2 separate regions of the Sparus aurata genome follow, and region 1 is linked to region 2. A link is a contact called in public Hi-C data. All regions are on one chromosome and are shown on one strand. Each heading gives the region's core, a stretch centred on a gene start, on an enhancer-like site or on the middle of the called end of the contact. The rest is flanking DNA. Distances are from core to core; before and after follow the strand shown. Region 1 holds the start of LOC115577144 (cyclic AMP-responsive element-binding protein 1-like). Region 2 holds the start of LOC115576828.

The links. Hi-C and Micro-C count contacts between places; a contact is called where the count stands out from the background.
Region 1: a contact with region 2 is called in a Hi-C map of skeletal muscle, with 10 times the contacts expected there. The contact joins the promoter of LOC115577144 here to the promoter of LOC115576828 in region 2. A contact is called at or near these places in 2 of 2 Hi-C or Micro-C datasets (skeletal muscle and an unstated tissue).

Annotation. Positions count from the first base shown.
Region 1 is chr24:15,262,740-15,268,939 of fSpaAur1.1, reverse strand. It overlaps LOC115577144 (cyclic AMP-responsive element-binding protein 1-like), which reads right to left and starts at 4,092. Exons shown (of 8, transcript XM_030409982.1): 1 at 3,747-4,092; 2 at 2,745-2,848; 3 at 2,478-2,642; 4 at 2,234-2,334; 5 at 1,881-2,020; 6 at 1,316-1,498; 7 at 1,021-1,174; 8 at 1-827. The coding sequence starts at 2,840. The coding sequence ends at 683.
Region 2 is chr24:15,134,652-15,141,405 of fSpaAur1.1, reverse strand. It overlaps LOC115576828, which reads left to right and starts at 5,031. Exons shown (of 6, transcript XM_030409406.1): 1 at 5,031-5,166; 2 at 5,455-5,615; 3 at 6,135-6,351. The coding sequence starts at 5,059.

The DNA of each region.
Region 1 (6,200 bases), core at 2,843-5,342, 130 kb before region 2:
TTTTTTGTTCATGTCGTATCAAGGCCAAAAAGAAAAGTAAAAAAAAAAAAAAAAAGTCAATGGCATTATGCAAGCAGATAATCCAATACATATTAAACCAAACAGAGCTAAAAGATAAAAAGTCCATGACACAGCCCATCTACAGTTCAAAGCATTAGTAAGTAACAGATGTTAATGCGAGAGCGCAGTTACAGTTACAAATGTTGCACACGAAGGTAACCTCCTCGTGATGCGCGAGTCTCGGTGGGGTTTAAAAAGTTCCGTCGGTCGTGGTGATGGGAGTCGAGCGGTTCCTCGTTGCTGGTGATGTCGCCCGGTTCATCCAGGCACCAGTGACTGGAATGCTCCCCGATGGGTGGCGTCAAAACAAGAGCAGTCTGTTCCATCGCTTCACCACAAAAGACCCTGTAGAGTTGTAGCCTCCTCCGACACGTCCGTCCTGACGCAGCCTCACCTTCTCATGGGAAACTGATGGGAACAGAATTTCGAAATCGAAAGTGGGAGTCGGTGTGTTTTTTCTTTTAAATTCCTGTCTAGTCACTTTACAGATTTTTCAGCAGTTTTTAAAAAGAAAGCGAGAGAGTAGAAAAGGGGGGCGTGGCATCCAGATGCATGGCTCTGTGCTGAGTCTCTGTACACGGGGGCAGACGGCGTCGGCCCTGCCAGGCGCTCGGTGACGTTTCTACTCAGATTTGTGGCAGTACAAGTCTTTGAGGGCTTTGAGTTCCTCGATGAGGGTTTTGTTCTGGTTCTCCAGCACGGCCACGCGGTTCTCCAGACACTTGACGTACTCCTTCTTCTTCCTGCGACACTCGCGGGCCGCCTCCCTGCGCGACACAAACACCATGTGAGTGTGTGAACATGAAACATTTTACAGACCGAGCAGCTGATCGCTTAATCGAGGAAAATCAGCAGATTAATAAACGATGGAAACAATTATTAGTTGCCGCCCTAATAATTAATATCACATAACAGCAACAGGGACTAAACATCCATTAGTCAACATAATCAATCACATACCTGTTTTTCATAAGTCGGACTTCCCTTTTGCGCGTGACTTCCTCGGTGCCTCCACCGGAGCCCAGTGCAGGTGAAGTGGCCATGACGACCCCGGGAGTGATGGCGCTGGTGGGGGCTGTGCGGATCTGATAGGCCTGGACGTCACCAGAGGCAGCTGATGGAAGAACAGTCAGTGTTGGGAGCGATTTAAAAAAAAAAAGCTTGACACACTTCCTGTTCCAAATCGTACAGTTTCATTCTTAAAACAGAATTGCACAACGCTTCAGCGGAACATGGTGACGAGTCATCTCCTCACCTTGTACAACCACTTGGTTGCTGGGCACGAGGATCTGCTGCCCGTCGCTGGTCTGAGCGTACTGCAGGATGGTGGCGCCGGACTGGGCTCCGGCAGCGTTGGCCATGGTGAGCGTCTGCAGGCCCTGCACGCCGTCTGTGCCGTTATTGGCCAGCTGGATGGCCCCGCCCTGGGTAATGGCAACTACAGAGGGACGATGTCGTGTGTTAGAACTAGTTTCAGATTAACTTCAGGGTGATGATCTCCAAATCTAGAGCGTGGGACGAGGAAATTAAATACTATCTCCTCCTGAGTCAATCTATTTTTCCTACAATACTTGATAAATTAAACCACTCAAACACCACAAACTGCAGCAGCTCATTTCATTAGTTAAATCTCTCTTTGCACTGAACCGTAACACCTTTGAGACTTCCTACATTCAAGTATACCACATCTGATCACTGAGACTTTCTGTTCAACTGGCGTTGGTGGCGCAAAGAGCACAAGGACACCGCATGATAGCAGGAAATCCTAAATGTCGCAACAACATGTAACTTCCTGTATAATAATCTCAGACGGTACTCACTGTACTGGCCGCTGCTGGTCTGATAGATGGGAGTGGGCATGGTGACGGTGGTGATGGCGGGGGCTGTGTCGTCCTCCGACTTCTCTTCCTCAATTCGAGGCACTGCTGGAACGTCTGACGATAAGTCGTTGAGGATCTTCCTGCAGAGGGGAACGTGCACAGAGACGCGTGTTACTCAACGTCGAAGGCTTTCGCATGTTCACTCTTTGGCTTAAAGTAACGGTGGCCGATTAAATGGAAGTGCAGAAGATGTGAGATGGAGGACAGTGTTTGAAAGAGTTCAAAATGTGGACAGGAAAAGTAGAAAATCTAGAAAAATCCCAATTGTATTCATGAGCAGTTGTCGCACAGACCTGTAGGAAGGTCGTCTGGACAGGATCTCTCTCCTCTTCTGAGAATCTGTCACGCTGTCTACAGACTCCTGGGAGTCCTCGCTCTCAGCAACAGTCGAAATCTGCAACAGACATAATACTTTCAGTTTAACAAAGACAATCAGTCATAAAAAACAACATCGGCTTCACTGCAAATATCTAGCAATCGCGTGCAAACTTGAAAACGATGCATGTAAGCAATCAGTGCCGCAAAAGCCTCTCACACCTGTACAGTCTGGACCTGTGGGGACTGGATGACTGAGGGCTGGGCAGCTTGGATCACCCCGTGCACTTGGACCGTCTGACCGTTGGGTAACTGCACTAAGGTGACTGTGGGACTGCTGGACGACACCTGGGCAGCTGCTATGGACGCCTGCAACCCATAAGCACACTACATCTTTATTCAGATCACAAGCGTCTCTCAGCAGCAGCACGTCACTGCTGCTTTGGAAAGTACTGTGTAACGTGTGGATTTTAAATCGCTTTTCCTTACAAAATTTACCTGGGCCAGACTGATCTGCTGGGCCTCAGACTCCGAGACAGCCGTTTCACCACTTTGCTGTGTGTCTGCACCAGCCTCCATGGTCATTTAAAAATCTGCACAACGTAAGAAACTGCTTGTTTGAACGTGTAACATGGTGATTAATACAGGAGCTGTCAGCACACACAAAGGGAATGAGAGAGAGGAGTGTAAGGTGTGCAGCAGACACTGGAGGTTGAGCCTGACACACACTGCTTGTTGATATATGAAAAAGAGGGTGTGGCTTAGCTAAACATGCTAGCATATACATCAACATCTTAAAGGAAACTCCAACAAGGAATAAGCTAACAAAAAAAACATAAAGCATGTGGCACTTTTTAAGACATGGCACCGTAACGTTAAGGTTCAATAATGCTCATATAGCAACAAGCCTCACACTTCCAATAAGCACCGGAGGCTAAAGCTAACTCCAGCTAATTAGCCGTGGAGTTATCGTTAGTGTTTCCAACTTACACTTAGCATTCTAGCTAGCTAGCTAGCTAGCTTCCATGCTAGCTTGAGCGGCAAACGCTCTGGCGCCTCTGCTAACGTGCTAACGAGCTAATAGGAATGCATTGGCTGTTAGCACAGTTAGCAGCCGATTATTTTAAATTTATCAAGACTACAACGCAGACATTTCAGTTTTTAACAGCTCGTATCGCAGCTTAGCGCTTTGCCGTGACGTTTAACCACAGTAGGAAATAAACAACATCGCATTAACCGGCTTGAATCAACACATAACGTTAGGTTGCTAGCTATGTGAGGGTAACTGGAGGGAAAGCTCTGCATGCAGTGCCAGTTTTGTTTGCAACTAGGGCACCCCACTTTCACTGAGCAGTTTTTGGGCTCAGGTTGACTCAAAACACACTGCTGGCAGGAATAACTGAGCTTCACATGGCTAGCTGCTTCCGTAACACATTTCTACATTGTTTAATAAACAGAAAATAACATTTAAGCCCACTCCCATATTAATACCTATGTGTTGCGAGTCAGCGAGCCTCGCAGAGACTGACTCATTTTGTGAGCCTCTGCAACACGGCCGCCATGATCTCTTTGTTGGCTTTGTGCGGATATTAGGCGCAAATAACTTCTCTGGGCAGCCATCTATCTGTTTAGCAAACATCGGATGCGTATCCTCTTACCAACACAGACTCGCTTCGTCACTCCCGGGTCTACGGAGCTCCACTTTTATTCAGACCGACACGTAAGAGACCGCGTCAGGCTACACCTCCGTCGCGTCACCGAGAACAACAACACGGAGAGGAGGACGAGGGAGACGACGACAGAGAAAATCAGCTCCGCCGACGGGACACGAGAGGAGGCGGAGAGCGGCGGAAACACCCGAGAGGCGCCGAGGAAGCGGTGGACGGCGACGGAGATTGCCGAGGGCAGCGCCGGACGTCGGAGAGCTGATCTGCGCATGCGCCAGGTTGTATAATACAACTTTAACATAAAAAAAGATGATTATTTAATATGACATCATTATTTTTATATATGACGTAACATTAAGTTTTACATACAAATGTAAAATAATATTTAATATGAAATTATAAATGATAATAAACTTAAACTTATTGAACTTATTTTTAATTATTTTTTACATTAAATTTTAAATCAGTATTTACATTTTATTATTTAAAGTAAATACTGATTATTTAAATACTTATTATTATTCTTATTCTTATTCTTATTATTCTTATCATTATTTGACCTTTCTCTCTTTTTAAAACGATTTTCCTTACAAATTAATTAAAGGGCCACGAAGTAATTTTGGAGAATTGTATAGTCTTTCACAATATCAATAAGATGATAATGCAAACTTAGAAATATTTATCCAAGCAAGCTGCTCTTGGAGGAAAATAAGCTCCCCAGAACACTGTTTGAGGCCGGAAAGGTGGCAGAGTCCGCCACATGTAAACAAAGTAAAACTGATTTAACTGTCTTGTCATTTAAGGTCCGTTTGTTTATAAAGTCATGGCAAAAAAAAACAAAAACAAAAAAAAAACAAAAAACGTCTTTATTTACTTTGTATTCTTAAAAAAAAAAGAAAGATCTGATTAAATCTAATTAAATTTGCCTTCCAAAACTACATACTGCACCTTTAATTATTTAATTTTATCACTGCATATTTACGATATAATATTAAATAATATTTATTGTCTCTATATTTTAAAGCTTTATCGGTAAATATGAAGCTCGCTGTTGGGATGGGATTTGAAAAAAAATAGGCTGCATTGCTATTCTGGTCCACATGGGGGCAGCAAAGTCACGTATTTATTCCCAGCATGCCACTCGGCACTGATTCTGCCCTGTTATGTTGTTAAGGCACATGTGTGCTTCTGTCCCATCCTGATATGATCAGTAATCTGTGAATAAAATCATCCTGCACAGTGTTTTCTGGCTTCCACACACCAAACCACGGTGAGATTTCATCGAAAAACCAGCGGGGTCCGGCCCCTGTATCACTTATTACGCGCTATTTACAGCGCCTCGTGATTGCCATTACATTTGCTTCTCCTTGGTTGTTCGAATCCAGCCATAAAATGCACTCATTAACTCTGTCGCTCTGTCAGCGTGGTGTGTGTGTGTGTGTGTGTGTGTGTGCTGCACGAGTGAAATGGCTTCTAAGCTGTGGCAGCTGGTCAAAATCCTGCAGGGAAAATGAGACTTCAGACCAATTTATGACCATCATCTCTACGTGCGAGGTCATTTCGTGAGGTCTCTTAACGCACACACACACACACACACACACACACACACACAAACAGATGTCAAACATACACTTCTTCAACCTATCGAGTGATTGACCGCGCCGCCGCTGACCTGACCAATCTTGTGTCCTTTACAAAAAAAAAAAAAAAGATAAATCTGCCAAAAAAAGTCTTAAATTTTGCGCTTTCCTCAAATTAAATCACAGATAGTGAACCTCGTGGTCACCTTGTTAAGCGCCCTCGCGGCAAATATGATAAATATTTGTCAGGAAGCGGCGTTTTGTATCCGTCCCGCCTCTTGATTGGACATTGATTCCCCTTAATGGTGACCACCAGCGAGGATAGCCTCAGCAAACCGTAATTAGCCCGCCGCATCCCTACGTGAACGAGAGGTTTCATCAGTTATCACTCAGTGTGAGCAAAGCTGTGCACGCTCAGATCATTTTCACAATTCCTGTGGAAGATTAGCCCACAATTTGTGCGCCTGTTGTGCATGTTTTGTCCATTTTTATGTCAATTTTCTCACTGTTTTGCAGACAGTGTTATAGAAATAAGCAAAAAACCTGGCGTAAGTTCACATTCAGGAGCTTTAACCTGTGATTTTCTCGGGACATTGTGATTTAAAAACACCTCCCGGCTCAACATTTTGTATAAATACATGTTTAATCCTGCGTCTTTTTATCACAGAGATCCACTGTCTTTTTTTTTTCTTTTGGGA
Region 2 (6,754 bases), core at 3,782-6,281:
ATGGTTGATCAAAATAGATATAAAGATATAAAGTACTGGCTTGTCCAGGAAATAGTCATGAGTGCTTATGTGCTTGTAGCCTTGGCCTAGTAATGTTGCTGTCTCCAGCCTCAGCACCAAAAAGTCTGATATCAACCAGACAATACTGGCCAAATACATATTGGCAAACTCGTCTCTTGTTAAGTGTTCATCTCTCTTGGCAGAAAACATTTGAGGCAGTCCAGGAAATAAATAGCTGAAGCACAGACGAAAAAACAATCTATGAATTTGGTTTTAATATTTCTTAATGTGCTTATTCCTTTGCTATAGAATGACCTTTTTTAGGGGAAAGTGCTGTTGCTGTATTTTTCCAGGCAAGCCTGCAAATGTCCACAGACACACAAACCCCCGAGCCAGACCCACAAACACACGACCTATATATACTATCTGGCCTTCTCATCATTTATCTTACAGCGGCAGAATCAGGATAGATTGGTTCAATTAGACTGGCCTTTAATGTAATCTGTTTAATCCATTTCTATCATCAAAGCCAATACCTACCTCTCTCCTTGGAGAGCGGGATTAGCCCTGCAAGTGCATCTCAGAGCGAGCGTCTCGCTATAAAAGCGCAGCCTCGGAGTCGCTCAGATCTCCTGGATATTTGCTCTTTACGGCTGGCCGTGGAGAAAACCGAGTGTCTCAAGTGAAGTTTTAATGGGTAAAGATTTAAGATCTTCATATCCTACCAGAGATTGCAAACACTGTTTGGCACAATGCACAGTGCCACAATAAAAAGACAGGGAGGATTTGATTCTTCCTGTTCCCTTTCTCTTCAAAGATTGCCGGAATGATTTCGTATCTGTAATGGGGAAAAAAACCCAGGATGGGGTTGCACCAGCTATTCTCTATTCTCATTCCTTCCCTGAATTTGTGTAGAACATTTCCACCGTTGTAACTGAAATGTTTTTGCCCCTAAAGACCGGTCAAGCAAGGAAAGGTTTGTGCCACCGTTCCAATTGAGGTTTCTAGAGCATCACAAGCTGCAACACGATTTCCCAAAAAAGACAGACAATCTATTGAACTGCCAATCCTTTGTAAATGTATGGATTTGCAAGTGTGGGGAAAATAATCTCACCAATTAAGCTAAACCAACAAATGTTACTTGGTGATTTAGTTGATTTTGTAATTTAAGGTATTGTCTCTTCTGTGAAATGTTATGTAAGATTATGACGTTTTTAGGTCGTTTGTGGACTATATCCCACACATGTTTTTTTAGTTTTGGAGCTAAATAGCTAGAAAGCTAATGTTGGTTTTGGCAGGTAGCCAGTTCAGTAAGCAGTTTAACTAATTTGGCAGTTAGTGTGCTTAAATATGTTGTCACAACTAATGTTAACATAGAAACTAGTTCCTGTTTACCTCAAGTAAATACAGTGATACGTAATGTGTACTCCTGTTGTTACAAAGCTGAGTTGGCCTTAAACCTGCAATACCTTATTTTTGGTCGCTTGGGGGCAGCTAAAACTAGTTTTGAAAACAACAGATCAACTCCTAAGTTGATATAATGTACACAATTAGATTTTTAAACACACACCAGATGTTGAGCTTCTTCTTTCTCTTCTTTCCAGCCGCTAAATGCTGCACTATGTTCATCTGCCAGTTGCTAACTGTGTCTTTCAGCTGTCTGCAGCTGAGCATGTACCGTAAAGTTGTCATTATTTGGCCTCTGTTATTGGAAGGTTTCGTCTCTTTTGTGAATTGTTATGTAGGATCTTACCATTTTCTGCATGTTATTTCCAAACCAGACTATGATATTTTCCTAAACCTAACCAAGTGGTTCAGGCACCTGACCCTAAACACACTGCAGCTGTTTCACAACATTAACGGTGCAAAACCCAATATGTGAAATGTTTCTCAGGAGGCTTAATTTTAATATCCAACCAGATGTGTCTTATTTATATTTGTTAACTTGACTGCAGAGCCCTGCATGAGCGAGGGGAAGAGGGGTAAGTCGAGTATCATAGTTTAAAGCTTAAGGGTCCAATTTGTGAGAAAGTTGATTTTTGACTCTCATTTCCACCTCGTCCATTATTGACGCTTTGGGATTGTAGGTCCGGTCTGTCACCATTGTGACTCATCAGTATCTGACAAGTTGGAAAACGTTACAAATTGGACCTTTAAGCCGTCGTATTTAACGGTTTGGAGTGAGAACACATGGCTATAGCTGGCTCTGTACAGCTGAGAGGCCCTTTAGATGGTTGTGATGATTCTCTGTCTCTGTTTAGATCCGTTCATTTTTGATAAACGGTTTCAATAAAAATATTGATTATAGCCACTTTCAGAACAACTGAACTCCAATTTCAGTGTCTGTCTCCTTTTTTTCATTTTTTCCTGCTACCTTATTGAAAAAGTGTGTTTGAGGACCCTGGGGCCTGTGAAAGCTATTCAAAAGCCATGACAAATTTCACCCCCCACCCCAAGAATGCATGGCTGTCAATGTGGCAACACGGATGTTTTCAAAATTCATGGATTTCATCCAGCAGCTGCAATCTGCTTTTACCTGCTGAGATTTCCGCGGGGAAGTGGGATTTTATTCTCAATACCCATCTATCCATCCCCCTACCCCGCTCGTCTCCGTACTCACACTGTCAGAAGAAAGAAGAAAATGATGTGCAGGTATTTACTACAGAATTCCCATTTTAGGCTGAAATGCATTTTAAAGATATATACTATATACACTCGGTGCACATGTTTGATCCCCTTTTCCACAATTCCTTACTCGACTACATATGAAATTCTTCCTCAACCAGTTTGGAAACACCAAGCTGATTTTTACTCAGTAGATTTAGGATATTTTCCTGCCAGCTTAAGTACAGTTTTTCCTCATATTTCCCACTCCGAGTGTGGATTACCTGTGTGATTGCCTTTCAGGAGAATTCCCCGTGCAGCATTAGCGACGCTGCTCGTCACAGCCGATGGAAGCGCTCCCATAGCTCTTTTCACAGTGTCGGGAACGCCTGCACATATTAAAGCAATACACGAGGCTGCTTGTCTGAGTCCACTGACTTTGTGTTTTTAATGGCTTCGATGTGTGAGTGTGGAAATGTGTGTGATAACACTTGCTGGTAAAGACTCGGTGATAAAATGGTTCTGTCCGGCTTGGCTCGTGTACGCGGATGACAGCGTCGTCCTCCATAGCGGGCTCATTATGCCTCGCACACACACACACACAGCAGCGGACAGTGGTGTGACTTGAGTGCAGCTGACAGTTTTGATCGAAGCTGATTGATTGGACGACACAAGGCAGGGCTGCACATAGCAACATGGCCGGGTTAAGGGTTGGGGCTCCTGTGGCGTCTTCGGACACCCTGCACCCCCCTGCCCCCCCTCTTTGTTAACACGAGCCCTACTGCAAACCATATCTGACAGTGGATATTGATCAGGTGAATGGGAAGGATCAATGGTTGTTGATTGGGCGGAAAATACACGGCCAAGACTGGCCGCCTAGGTTTCGGGGATGCCAGCTTGAATCATTTCTTAAATAAGGTATAACATCGTAAACAACATTATTTCATCAAAGCTAAATTGCTTATACACACCTCAAGCTTTGGGTTTATTAGAATTGGCATCGATCTTGTAAGTATATTTGATCAAAGTTAGATTTTTATCCACATTTCTTCTCTCTTGATACTCATAAAAATATATCCCACGGCTAATATAGCCTAGCGTCAAAGAAATCATGCTGTTGGAGGTTAAATATGGGAATGAATTAATGATTTTGGTGTAAATATCTATTGATGAGAGATTACAACTAACATGTGGATCCAAAAGCATCTCAACACTCCATGCGTCAAGAATCATATCTGTACATTTACTGCCATCTGCTGCTCCACATAGGCATTGCATGTACAGATATCTCTTTCCTGTTGTTATCTAATATTTCCTTTCATTTTTTTTCCATAAGTGACTATTCTTATGTAAGTCAAAATTTACGGTCCACTAAACGTTTTAGAAGGTAAAAACTGGTTGTCAACTTTTCTATTACACCATAAAAAGTCAGAAAAGCTCCAGAAAGTTTGGAACAAGACTTGTTTTCTGAAGTACTCACAGCTCCTGCTCGGGTTTGAATTGCATTTATTCAATCTTACATTTTGAACCAGAGATTTTCCCACTGTACTGTTTCGTAGTCGCTTATAAATGTTTGAAATGCCCCAAACTTTTGTTGAGTCAGAAGTTTCTTTTGATCTGTTACTGTGAATATCAGGCTTTTATTGATTGCTTGGTCTATCTGTCCAATACCAATCTTCATATCTGTAGCAGTGCCTGCACATGCATGTGACACACTTGAAAAAAACATTAAAGGAAACATATCATGCAAATGTTCATGTTCATCATTTTATTTTGGGTTTCTACTAGAATATGTTTACATGCTTTAATGCTCGAAAGACACAACCGTGTCTTCACCCTCCTGTCTCTTTAAGAACAGAGGAGCTGTGCTAAATCATTTCTTACCTGCTAAACTACCTTCGAGACATAAATAACGCAAATGTGTGATTCCGTGATGTGGTCCGATGTCACAAAGTCACGTCATAAAGGCAGTACTGCTGACGAGGCGTTTCAGGAGCAGTGTTTTCTGTTGGAGAGAGGAGCTTCTGTTGGTGCGGACTTGAACCTTTAATAACTTTCAAGATCTTTACATGCAAAAGAACATATAAAGCACTGAAGGAAAGAAAAAACAAAACAAAACAGAAAGGTCTCCTGAACTTTGCCTCAAAAAATGTGAACAAAGAAATAATACAGGTTGACCAATAATTATCAAAATAAACCGATATGAAGATTGATACGTGTTTGACTGTGTTCACTGTGTTTCAAAAGGTCAGGCAGCTGTCTGTAGCTTTGGATGCATCATCTATTCGACGTGGATTTTAAAATAACTTTATCAGAAGGGCTCAGCTCCGTGCTGAGGGTGCAGCTCCGCCCCTGTCTGTCTGTTCCACCTGTCACATTTAAATTAACTTGAGTTTGCAAGTTTACTTCATTCCTTCACTTCAGCTGCAGGTAATATCACTTCAGCAAAGAAACATGGCGGTACGTCTCTTTGAGGGTAAAGTTCACGCAGCTGCTTACCTGCAGTACAGAGTAAGGCATCATGAATTAATCAGCAAGATTGTGGACTTTATGAAGAAAAAGGTGAGTGTATTCAAGTTTTCAGCATTTCAACAGGCTGCAACGTATTCATGTGTTGTGGTGCTGTGCTATCTAGCCCATGATACCTTAAATAAAAGTTAAGGTTATACGCTGATTGACCCAAAAAACTCTATCCCACCTCTAGCTGTTTTACCCTCTAAATAAGACAGAAGCGTACTTATTATAAGTGCTCTTGGGACTTATCAAATTAATGTTAAAAAAGGGAGATATTTGATCGTGAGCATTGTTAGCAATAATTAACTTTCATGGTGTAACTCCTTTTATTTCAAGACACCGAACCAGTTGAACCTTGCAGTGGATGTGGGCTGCGGTTCAGGCCAAGGGACGATCCCATTTTCTCCGTTTTTCACAAAGGTTGTTGGAACAGACGTCAGCTCCGCTCAGCTGGAGATGGCGCGGACCATTAGCAACCCTCCAAATGTATCATACAGGTAATTTACTGCATGTCATTCTATGTGTTTCACGGTGCAAAATGTCCTCCAAGGTGTGTGGATGCCTCTTTAAGACACCTTTCTGTTTCTAGTTAACAAAATATGTAAAGAAACCATGCCCATTGGACATGATGGCTCCTTTTTCTATACATATGCATAGTGAATTTCATACATTTATATGCATGTAGGAGGCAATGATTCACAGCAGGGGGCTCTATAGAGTCCCCTGGCCGCACCCACACCCAATCAAACTGAATTATCAAATTTTTTCACCAAAGTGACGTATATTCCGAGTTTGGTGAGTTTTGGGGTATGTCCAGGCCTCCAAAACTGTGCTCAGTGTTGAGAAAATGAAGAAGAAGAATCCTAGCAGATTCAATAGGGCCTCGAACTGTTAGTGCTCAGGCCCTAATAATCTAACTGCCTCATATATTTGCTGTTCACATTATATGCTGAAACACATTAAACCCCCTTTTCTCCCCACCTCCTTCTAAACTGTTCTGACTGTTGTGACCTCAGGCAGTGTCCAGCAGAGGAGCTGCCATTTGCTTCTGGTGAGGTGGATCTCGTGACAGCCATGACAGCGGCTCACTGGTTCGACCGCCAGAAGTTCCTCCTGGAAGTTGACAGGGTGCTGAGGCCCGGAGGCTGCCTGGCTCTGCTGAACTGCAGCCCAATAATGATTAAGCTGAAATATGGCGATGTATCCAACACGCTCAATGACATCTGTCAAGAGGTACGTTCAAAATGTAAAAATGTTGGCTGAATATGTCAACACTTGACACCACGCTCAGGGTGGGCAGCTCAAATGTCCTCATGATGTGTTCACTTTCTGATTGATCGGGTCAAATTTTAAGTAAAACAGCACATTTGATAACCCATTAGCTACCTTTAGACAACAGCTAGGTAGCATTCACACACTTCCTAGCTAACACTGATAATGTCAGATGATAGCACATTAATTAATTTACATGAATTCTGATATGTTAACGCACATCTTGGACAGATTTGGGAGTAGTGTTGTGCATTTCCTATTGTATCATGAAACGCTACCAAGCAATGTCAGCTGGGAAGTGTTTGAATGCTAATGTTAGCTGTGGCTAACTCATATGTCCCTCCGGATTGTCTCTATAAATTAC